Linked DNA regions of Sus scrofa: region 2 is linked to region 1. Evidence: chromatin contacts called from public Hi-C data. All regions are on one chromosome and are shown on one strand. The core of a region is the stretch at or near the end of the contact, and the rest is flanking DNA. Distances in the headings are between cores, read along the strand shown. Region 1 overlaps TSPAN18 (tetraspanin-18). Region 2 has its middle 63 kb from the start of CD82.

Region 1 (5,423 bases), core at 1,669-4,168:
GTCACTGAACCCTCTGGGCAGCCTGGCAAAGCAGCTGCTGTTATCATCGGCACCTGTCTTACGGATGAGGAAACTGAGACTGTGAGAGGGTAGAAGACCTAGCTGGGCCAGCTGGTAAGTGGCACAGTTGGGATAAACATGGGAACACAGCCTCCTAAGACCATGTTATGCCAGAACCCAGAAGAGCCTCCAGGTCTGAAGACTTCAGCTGGCCAGCAGGCTCTCTTGTGGATCGACAGCCATCCGTTTAGTTTCCCGTTTATCAAATGCTCCTATGTGCCAGGACCAGAGTTAAGCAAGACGCCCATTTTCTTCTTGAGTCCTGATCACAACACTATGGCTGGCAAGGAGGTATTATTACCTTCCTTTTACATATGAGGAATCAGAAGTTCAGAGAGGTTAAGTCACTGGCCCCAGGGCACACAGCCACAAACTGGCAGAGCAGGGATTAGAACCAGGCTTTTCTGATTCCAAAGCCCACGCTCTTACCTACACCTTCCAGACCACCTCCTCTCCGTTTCTTCATTCCAGGGCTTTATTGGGCACCTACTCTGTGCCAGGTACTGTGCTACCTGCCAGCAGGGACACACAAGGCAGAAATGTGGTCCCCATCCTGATGGAGGGTCCATTGAGGCAAGATTTAGGATTCATGAAATGAAATTCATGGGATGAAAAGCATACGATTCATGGGATGAAATGCAAGAGTGAACCTGGTCACACCTCGATGGGGAAAGCCGGCCTCCCCAGAGGAAGGGGGTCTGCCCAGCTCCTGGCCATCGCTCTCTCCTGGAGCAGGACTCCCCAAATATAGGGACTTGGGCATGTGAGGGGGCATCCCCTGAAGGAAAGCGAAGGGTCACTTCTCCCAACTTCTAGGGCATGAAGTCATTTCCCCCTGCTTTAACAGGGCGGCCACTGGCTATCAGGGAAGTTCCCCCCACGCTTCCCGGGGCTCCCCCTAACGGAGACCTTCCCTAGGGTTTGCTCGCCTCATCTGACCTCATCCTATTTGCCTAAGGACACATTTGCAGGAATTGCTGAACAGTAAATGTACATCATTTTGCTAAGGATCAGAGAATTCGTAAAGGGGTAAAAACTGCTATTTTGCCTACGTGTGAGCATCTCCAGGCTTTTCTAACCCATCTGCCTACAGCACGTCTGCTCTTCGTTCTCATTTCTAATAAATATTTACCAAATGCCCAGACTTCATGTGCAATTCAGCTCATTTGTCGCTTTGAAATTACACCCATCTCTTTCTGCTGTTCTTTCCAATTTAGCAAGCCTTTGTTATCAAGTATTTTAAAAATGTGAATCTTTAAATAAACGGGCTAAAAACATCCCCTGAACTACTCATGGATGAGCGACTAGGAAAAAAGGGGATGACGCGGAATGTCCCTAAGAGACTGACCTTGTCCTGTTGTTCAGGAAAATGCTGTGAAATTCATCAGCGGGAACGTTTGGGACATGTTTCTTTAGAAAAGTTGATCATGGAGTTCCCGTTGTGGCTCAGTGGGTTAAGAACCCAACTAGTATCCTTGAGGATGTGGGTTCAATCTCTGGCCTTGCTCGGTAGGTCAAGGATCCCACATTGCCACAAGGTGCAGCATGGGTCACAGATGCGGCTTGGATCCCGTGTTGCTGGGGCTGTGGCGTGGGCTGGCAGCTGCAGCCCTAGCCTGGGAACCTCCATACGCCATGGGTGTGGCCCTAAAAAAAGAAAAAAGAGAAGTTGATCATCAGGTGACATGGACATTAGGCTCACTGTCCCTGGGCTGAGGGTCACCGGACCCCCTTAGGGTTTAGCCTCAGGGCAGGGGCGGGGCACGCCTGGCTAACCCCTATCCCCAAGCCTCTGCTCTCTGCAGGCCTCTGAGGCAAGTTCCAGAGGTGCCTAAACTTGCTCCCTCTTGGCCCTTCTCAAGACAAGTCTCCCCTCCCTGCCCAAAGGTTGAGGAGGTGGCTCAGACCTCTTAAAGGACCCCAGGGGCTGCCAGCAATGAGGCTTGGAGCCCCTCTTCAGCTAGAACCGTCACATGGCCAGGTCCAGGTTGGAAGAGACAGGAGATCCTCTTAGTTTTTAGATCATGAGTCTTTCTGAAAACATTCCAGAAGCTGTGGTGGGCCCCCCCTCCACATGCAACACATATGTACACGCACACGCACACAGAGGCCCTGACATGATATTTTGCACCTAATTTTGGGTGAGTTTTGAACCACTTGAGTCCCTTCCAGGTCAAAAGCCCCTGGATAAGACCCTGGTCTGAGAGACAGGAGACCTGGGTTCGAGGGCCCTGTCTTTGACCTGAACTGTGACTTCAGGATTGTGTGTGCTGGGCATCTGAGAGAGGGACAGAGACAGAGAGAGGGAGCAGGAGTGGGGAGGGGAGGGAGGAGGGGAAGCAGAAAAAGTAAAGAAAGCGGGAGAGGCAGGGAGAGGGGACAGAGGCAAGGCAGCAAGAATAGAAACCAAAAGATCAGGAGAAAGGCAGAGATAGACAAGGAGACAAAAGTAGAGAAATAGAAAAGAAAGGGAGAAAGGGACATAATGAAACAGAGACAAACAAGGAGGAAGGAGGCAGAAGAGAGAGGTGGTGGGAAGGGGGGCTTTAAGGTTCAGCCGCAGCTGGGACTTGAGGCAAACCGCCTCTGGCCCCTGGTCTCACCCCTAAGTGCCAGGAGAGCGAGGGTGTCCTTTTCTAGCTGGCAGGCTCAGAGGAGCCACACAGCTAGAGAGGGCTTGCGAGACCTGGAGCCGGCTCCCAGCCCGGAGCCCCAGCCTGGCTTCCTGTCCTGGCTTCAGGGATGAGCCCATTAATGTTGGATGAGCCCCAACACTGAGCCTCAACCGAGGGCCGAGGTGCAGGGCAGGGGTTGGGAGGTTTGCTGTGTCCTGGGACTCCTCCTACTCAGCTCCTTTCAAAATCCCCGGCAGCCCGAGCCCAGACCTTTCCACGCACCATCTGATGCTGTGCAGAGCCCTCCACCAGGGGGCGCCCACGGGTTTCTTTGTTTCTCTCCAGCTGAAAAGTTTGCAGTGTTTACGCTGCTGCCGGAGGCCAAAGGGACCCAGAGCTCCCCAGCCACACATTTCACAGCTGATTTCACTTTCTCTCTGTGACACGAATGGGGGCTGTCCTGCCTGTTCCAAGCTGGGGAGGAGGCACCGTGCCAGATCTCTGCCTCCCAAAGCCACTGCTGCTGGCTCAATGACAGGAGCGGACAGAAGCCTGGCCAGGAAATCCCTCAGCTGATCAGCCCATGTCACCGACCAGCCCACATCTCCCTATCATTTAACTCCTGACCCACCCACCCACCCACCCACTTGGCCAAGAGGAGTGTCTGCAAGTCGGCCCATCCACATGCACACTTTTCTAAGCTGGGCTGTTTTTAACTTACCCTCTAACAGGGTTGCCCTCAACTCAGTTTTCCCAGCCCTGGGGGCACAGCACCTTGTAGGGGAGGAAGCCCCATCACCAAAGCCCGGGGAGTAAGCAGAGGCCCAAAGCATCACAGCCCATGTGAATGCAGAAGAGCAGTGAAACAGGACATCCAAGCTCGTAACTCACGGCAGAACTGGTTGGGCCTTCACTTAACAAGCAGACAGTGAGCTCAGTGAGGTTAAGAAATTAGACCAGGAGTTTCTACTGTGGCTCAGCGGTAATGAACCCGCCTAGTATCCATGAGGGTGAGGGTTCGATCCCTGGCCTCGTTCAGTGGGTTACAGATCTGGAGTTGCTGCAAGCTGTGGTGTAGGTCATAGACATTTCTTGGATCTGGCCTTGCTGTGGCTGAGGTGTAGGCTGGAGGCTGTAGCTCTGATTTGACCCCTTGCCTGGGAACTTCCCTATGCTGAGGGTGCGGCCCCAAAAAGAAAAAAAGAAAGAAAGAAAGAAAGAAACTAGACTACAGCAGGGCACATGCACAAACCCAGGCCCACCCAGATCATCCTCGGGGACTCGCCTGCTTCCCACAAGCCCATCTTCCAGGGAGGGGTGGCCATTCTTGGCCCTCAATGCATCTACGGCAGCTAGTGAACTATGCAGCCTGGAAGGCAGATGGAGCGCTATTTATTTCATGAATAAAAGCCCTTCGGAGATCATATCATTTCTATTTTGGAAGTAGAAATGTGAAAGCTAAATGATTTATCCAATAGCCATCTTAGCTTTTACCAAGGAGTTATATATTTTAGCTCTTAAAAGCAAGTGAGTTGAAAAGCATCAAGAGTCAACACTCTCAGTTGATCCTGCCTTGGCGAATCCTGGCTCTTCAGACCTAGAGGCCAAGGCCACCCTCCACCAGGGGGCAGCTCGCCCACACAGCAGGCACGGGTCCAGGGCAAAGAGCGGGCTCCAGGAGCTGAGGCCACTGATGCATATAGGAAGGGTTGGTGGCCCTCCTGCTCCTGGCCCACCCGGCTCAGACCTCGGTGTGAGTCCCCTGCAGTGTGGACCCAGGATCCCCACAGCCTGCCCTAGGACACCTATGGGTGGGGTGGGGGTGGGGTACTCACAAACAGCAGCAGACACTTGTTCTCCCGGACGGCCCCGCAGCAGCCCAGGAAGCCGAGCAGGAAAAGCAGGCCCCCCATGGCCAGGAGGATGTAGGCACCCGTGATGAGCAGGGGGTTGGCAGCCACGATCTCGCGGAAGCCGGTGGGGTCGACCATGACCCAGATGCCCACGCCCAGCAGGCAGGCCCCGCCCAGCTGCTCCGGTGGGTCAGGAGCGGGGAGGAGAAAGAGGCAGACCCGGAGGTTAGTCCGTGCATACACCGTCTCCTGCTCCAGCTCCAGGCCCCGAGGCGCAGAGTGCCCGTGAACTGGGCAGAAACTCCCTTTGCTGCCGGAACCAACGTCCCGGCAGCGCTTTCCTCCGCTTCCAATTTCCCTACTTACCCTGCCGGAGGCGCATCACGCACCCTCTAAATCCAGTCTTTGACCCACACCCCACCTCGGGCTGCGGAGAACCATGTCCTGCAGAGCTTCTCTGCCGCTCACTTTTATATCCTCCTTGCTGTCAGTGCTGCTGGGTAATGAGGCCATTCAGTCCAACCCTCTGATTCCACACGGAGCCCCGGAGGGGTCCAGTGACTTGCCGAAGGTCACACAGCAAGTTCACGGCAGAGCCAGGGCTGAATCCCAGGCCTCCCTGACTCCAACCCCCAGGACCCTCCCCAAAGACACCAACATGCTCTGACACCTACACTGTGCCTGCATCGTGCTAGGCGCCTGGGAGAACAGTGACAAAAAAGCCATCCTCCTTGTCCTCAACAGGAGCTGTTGGTTGGGTTGGGCTCCCTACTCTCAGATGGGCTTGCAGAAAGCCTTCTTATTTATGTCTTCCTCTCCACAGCCCACCTCTCCATGCCTGACTTATCTTTGGAGAGAGGCAGCTTAGAGCGGAGAAAGGGCTGTGCCACTTATT
Region 2 (5,423 bases), core at 1,375-3,874, 250 kb after region 1:
CCACTGAGTGAGTTAACCCACTGAACCCGCATCCTCATGGATCTTAGTTGGGTTTGTTAACCACTGAGCCATGGTGGAGACGCCTGTAATAAGTTTTAAAATCAGGAAGTGTGAGTCTTCCAACTTTGTTCTTTTTCAAGTTTAGCTTTTTTTTTTTTTAGGGGCCGCATCTGTTGCATATGGAAGTTCCCAGGCTAGAGGTGGAATCAGAGCTGTAGCTGCTGGCCTACGCCACAGCAACGTGGGATCTGAGCTGCATCTCTGCATCTGTGACCTACACCACAGCTCACGGAAAAGCCAGATCCTTAACCCACTGAATGAGGCGAGAAAGCGAACCTGCATCCTCATGGATACTGGCCCAGTTTGTTACCACTAAGCCATGATGGGAACTCCAGGTTTAGCTATTCTTGATCTTTTTCTTCTTAAACAGCCAGCTGGGACTTTGAAAGAGGTTGCATCAAATTGATAAATCAATGTGCAGGGTATTGCCATCTTCACAATATCAAATCTCCCAATCTCTGAGCAGAAGGTCTCTTCCCATTTACTTAGGTCTTTCTGATCTAGTTCATGGGATTCGGCAGATGAAAGCTGTCATTGATATCAACTTATATCCCCAATTTCCTGAATCGAAAATCCTAATTTTTTGGCTGTGCCCATGGCATGCAGAAGTTCCCGGGCTAGGGATTGAACCCAAGCCATAGCAGTAACCCAAGCCCCAGCAGGGACAGTGCTGAGCCCTTCACCATTAGATCACCAGGGAACTCCCTGAAAAATCATTTTTCACTCCTGCTAGTCTTTGATTTGTAATTTTTTAAAATGGCCATACCTGCAACATATGGAAGTTCCTGCGCCAGGGATCAAATACCAGCCACAGCTGCTACTTACATCAGCGCTGCGACAACCCACAGCACCAGGCCAGGGATGGGACCCCGGGCTGCCACAGAGGAAACACCTAATCCTTAACCCACGGCATGACAGCGGGAACCCCTGTTTTGTGATATTTTATGTGGGATTTTTTAGGGGACATATTTGGGAGAGCGTGTCCAAGTAGCTCACTCATCGTGGGACTTGAAGACCCCAAGTATTTTCCATGTATAATCACTTACTATTCTTAACAATCATGTATACAGGCACTACTATTATCCCCTTTCTAGAAAACTGAGCTGTAGGGAGGTTAAGTCATGCATCCATAGCTACACAGCTAGTACTGCTGAAGGGGGGATTTTAGCCAAAGGACGCTGGCTCCACAGCCCTGCTCTCAGCCACTGCATCCCAGCTGCACGGGAGGATGAAACCAGGGGTACAATTCAGATGGAAAAGTTGAGTGGAACTTACTTGGGTTATAAGGAGAGTCGTCCATACTGGCTGCCATCAAGCGACTGTATCTTTGATAATGTCTACAGTTTAACCCTCAATCCACACTTTTCAGTGGCTCCCTGTTGGAGCAACAAGGGAGGCTCTCCCCTTCCCAACACCAAGCCAGCTGCCCTGTGCATTCGAATTCTGAGTCCCAGGGTCCAGGTGGCGGGGGCTGGGGATTAGCAGCCTTATTGTGTATCAAAGTTGTTTCTGAATAAAACTTTCATCCAGGTCTTTGCTTTCTCTTGACAGGAAGGAGGAGGAGCTGGTGCCAGGAGCTGGCATTGTAGCCTTGACCCCCACCGGGGAGCAGGAGTTCCTGCAATCAGAGTAGGAATTTGCACAGATGCCTCAGACTGGGGGTGGCTGCCTGGTGCCAGGATATGTGTGTAGAGCGTGGGTGGGAGGTCCTTGGCCCCCAGGTGGCCATGACGGCAAAGGACCAGACATTTAACTTTGAGATAGACCTTGGGGAGTTAGGAACGAACATCCCACTGGCAACCAAGATGGACCGACATTCCCCTTCCCCAGGGCCGGGACCTGATGGGCATGATCTCGTTCCAGCCTCACATGCGCCCTGCGAGGCAAGCCGCATTACTAGCCTCGTTTCAGCAATGGGGCTCAAGGAGATAAAGTCACTGGGGGTGGCTGCCTGGTGCCAGGATGTGTGTGTAGAGCATGGGTGGGAGGTCCTTGGCCCCCAGGTGGCCATGACGGCAAAGGACCAGACATTTAACCACCCAGCTGGTGACTGGAGGAGCCTGAGGGTGTGTCTGCATCTGATGGCTCTGCCTCCAGGACCATGACTGCTCCACCAGCTGTGGCGGGGAGGGGGAGGCAGGCTTGGGGCTGAGGACCCAGGGGACCGTTCCCTCCCCTACCCAGGATGTGTCATATTCTCAGGGGCAGCCAAGGGTGAAGGGTAAGCTGGCCGTGGGCGGGGTGGGACCGAGGAGGGTGACGTCACCACCCTCTTAGTAATGCTTTGGCAGAGCCTGAAGCTCCCACCTTGGGAGGGAGAGGAGGGGGGAGGGGCAGCGCTGGAGCCTGCAGCTAGGAGGCTGCCAAGTCGGGGATGAGAACGGGCACCCTGCCAGGAGCACCCGGGACCAGACCCCCTGGGCAGGGGGGGTCTCCGGGAAAATAGAAGCATTCGCAGAGTCCTGGGAGGGGACTCTGAAAGGTGAGGTCTACCTCAGACTGCGTGTGGCGTGATCGTCTGTCGGTCGGGCAAGGCTGGCAGCCGGCTATCCTCTGATCAGTGCTCTGCTCTCTGCCGGCCTGACCATTCACTCCCCTCCCTGGTTTAGGTGACTGACAGTTGAGATGGCAGCAGGGATGGGCTGAGGCTCTGTCCACTTCTAGGAAGCCTTGGGCTAGCCTCTCAGGACCAGATGGCACTCTTTCTGAGCACCCAGCGTCAGGCAGAAGGAAGGGAGGAAATTAACATCCAAGAGAGGCCAGTGCCGGAGGGATGGAGTTGAATCTGGCAAGGGTCTGCCCCCAAGGTGCTCGAATTCTAAGAACACATCCTACCCACGGGGACAGAAACCAGCACTTTGGACAAGCTGGACCCATGGGTTTGAAGTGGAAATCAGCTTTATTCGTATCTCCTAAGCTCCGGGGATCTGTTCATGGGAGACAGTTCTCCCATCCCTGGATGAAAACTCAGGCACTTCCACTAGTTTTCCATCCTCCGTTGGAGGACAAATTCTTAGGTCACTTTAAGTTGCAGACACAGAGTCAAGCTAAACAACTCAGAACATCTGGTCTCCGGTAAGAGTCATACCTTTGAACCTGGTGCAGAGTTAACGTGCCTGCCTTTGCTGTTCCCCCACAGGCTGCATCCTGGAGAAGGGGCTTTGACCTCCCCCCTCCCCCGCCTCGTGAGTGCACCTGCTCCCCGCCCTCTTCCCTCTTCTTGTATTTGAGTCTCACAGGCTGCCAGAGCCTAGAGAGGGAGGGCAGAAGTCCAGGGAAGGGAGGTTTTAGTTCACTGGTCCCTTTTGGAGCTGGCTTCTGCTCTCAGGGCTCTGCGGAGGGTAGGAGGGACCATGGGAGTCCTCAGGTCCCCTTACCCGCCCCCCATGCTGCGGGCCCCGTGCCTTCTCCAGGTGGCTGCTCCGCAATCAACCTCAGGCTCTCCAGGGCCACACAGACTCCCTATTTATTGTTTCCCAAATTTCCTAGACCACAGAACAGGCGGGATGATGATGACAGGAATACAAGAACTCCTTAGTAGACCGGGCCCATGTTTAGACCACAGAAAACCCACGTGTCCTGTACGCTGACCAACGCTGGGCTCCCAGCCCCTCCCACCTCAGGTACGTCTCCTTCTGCTCCTCCCTCACAGGTAGCAGCCCTTTTCTGGTCCTTTTTGATTTCCCTGGCGGGAGCCAACTGCATTTGGACCACTGTGTGCCTGACGCCCTGGAGACACATGTGACCATCTCTTGTGGGCCCCCAGGAAGCCTCTCACCAAGCCGGGCTTGGCGGAGGTACCCCCCTCCAAAGGGGCTGGAAATCCAAGCACCCCCAAGTCTCCCTTCAAAGAAGTAATGATTATTTTTTTTAAAATTAGTCTCTAAAGATGGCACGCAGGTACTGTATCCTTTTTTTTTTTTTTTTTTTTTTTGGCCTCTCCGAGGCATATGGAGCTCCCACAGTCCCCACCTAAGCTGCAGCTGCGGCAGCACCGGATGCTTAACCTACTGTGCCAGGCCAGGGATCCAACCCAAGTCTCGGCGCTCCCAAGGCCACAGCAGGAAATTCTTTGAACAAAATCTCCTCCCCGGCCACCTGGGCTGTTTATACCCATCACATGGCATGTCCCGAGTCTCCTTCCCAAGCTTCCACGATGGCTCCCATTCCATTAAGACCCCTTGTCTTTTCCCAGCCATGCCCCTCCCGCAGGTTCCCAGGCCTGTAAATGGCCCTTCATCATATTGAGTTGCCCAAGCTGGAACCCGGGAACCTTCTCTGACACATGCTCTCTAAACACCATCAGCCTCCCTGCTTTGTGGACTCACTCATCCTGGAGTGATGAAAGCATCCCATTTGCCCAGGACTTTCCAGGCTTCAGCATGACAATCCCACATCCCAGAGAGTCCCTCAGTCCCACATAGAGGAGGCTGGCAGGTCACCCTCCTCCATCTCTCCTGCTCCAGCTGGTCCAGGCTGTTAGCGCCTCTTATTCAGACAACTGGTCTCCCCGCCCCAACTCAAGCCCCTCCAACCACCTCTCCACACAGCGACCAGTGTTATTCTTCAAGGTGCAAATACGAGTGTATCCCTCTCTTCTGACCCCCCCCATCTTCAATCACTCGTCCTCACCCACCTCTCTTCCCCTCCCTCCCTTCTCCCTAGCTCTGTACCTGCTGCCCCAGCGCCTGCCTGGAGGAGCACCCTAAACCTCTAGGAGTGAGACCTGGGAATTTCCTTTTTTTTAATTAATTAATTAATTAATTAATTAATTTTCTGCTGGCCAGCCTGCGCCACAGCTGCAGAAACACAGGATCTCAGCCTCCTCTGTGACCTACACCACAGCTTGTGGCAATGCTGGATCTTTAATCCACTGAGCAAGACCAGGGATCAAACCTGCATCTTCATGGATACGAATCGGGTTCTTAACCTGCTGGACCCCAACAGGAACTCCAGGAATTTCCCTTGTTAAGTGGCTCAGATAATTGTTAAATCAGGCAAGTATGGGCATTACTCAAAGGAAACCTGCCTGAGCTTTTTTTCCCTCATTTTTTCATTCATCACCTTTCATGTCATTCATGGAAATGGGGTTCATTACATTTATTTCTTCAACAAATACATACCAAATGCCCATATGTGCCAGGCCTTGGGTTCCAAACTAGGGGCATGGCAAAGAATCAGCCAGAAGCCCTCCCTGCCCTTAAGGAACTTAGGATGCAACCAAAGATACAAACCTTGACCAGCAATTACTGCTGACTGTTGCCAGCGCTCCAAGCAGGGAAAAGAGTGCTGGGGGCCAGGCCCTGCGAGCCTGCTCCACCGCAGGCAGCACTTCTAAGCCTGCACATGTGCAAACGCACTCA

The links. A called contact is a pair of places that touch in the nucleus more often than the background predicts.
Region 2: a Hi-C map of retroperitoneal adipose tissue shows a contact between it and region 1, with 3 times the contacts expected there. The contact joins two enhancer-like sites. A contact is called at or near these places in 2 of 5 promoter capture datasets (fetal skeletal muscle and liver), 22 of 47 Hi-C or Micro-C datasets (alveolar macrophages, brain, embryonic fibroblasts and 12 more) and 1 of 2 datasets of contacts at active chromatin or transcription factors (skeletal muscle).

The regions. Positions count from the first base shown.
Region 1 is chr2:17,484,638-17,490,060 of Sscrofa11.1, forward strand. It overlaps TSPAN18 (tetraspanin-18), which reads right to left. Exons shown (of 11, transcript XM_021083155.1): 6 at 4,511-4,705. Among named protein-coding and RNA genes, the nearest start is that of TP53I11, 39 kb to the left of the region's middle. Within about 2 kb of position 2,919, at least 18 of the 83 cell types and tissues checked have an H3K27ac peak or open chromatin away from gene starts, as enhancers often do. A contact at or near this core is called in retroperitoneal adipose tissue, where this site is marked.
Region 2 is chr2:17,737,472-17,742,894 of Sscrofa11.1, forward strand. No RefSeq gene overlaps it. Among named protein-coding and RNA genes, the nearest start is that of CD82, 63 kb to the right of the region's middle. Within about 2 kb of position 2,625, at least 9 of the 83 cell types and tissues checked have an H3K27ac peak or open chromatin away from gene starts, as enhancers often do. A contact at or near this core is called in retroperitoneal adipose tissue, where this site is marked.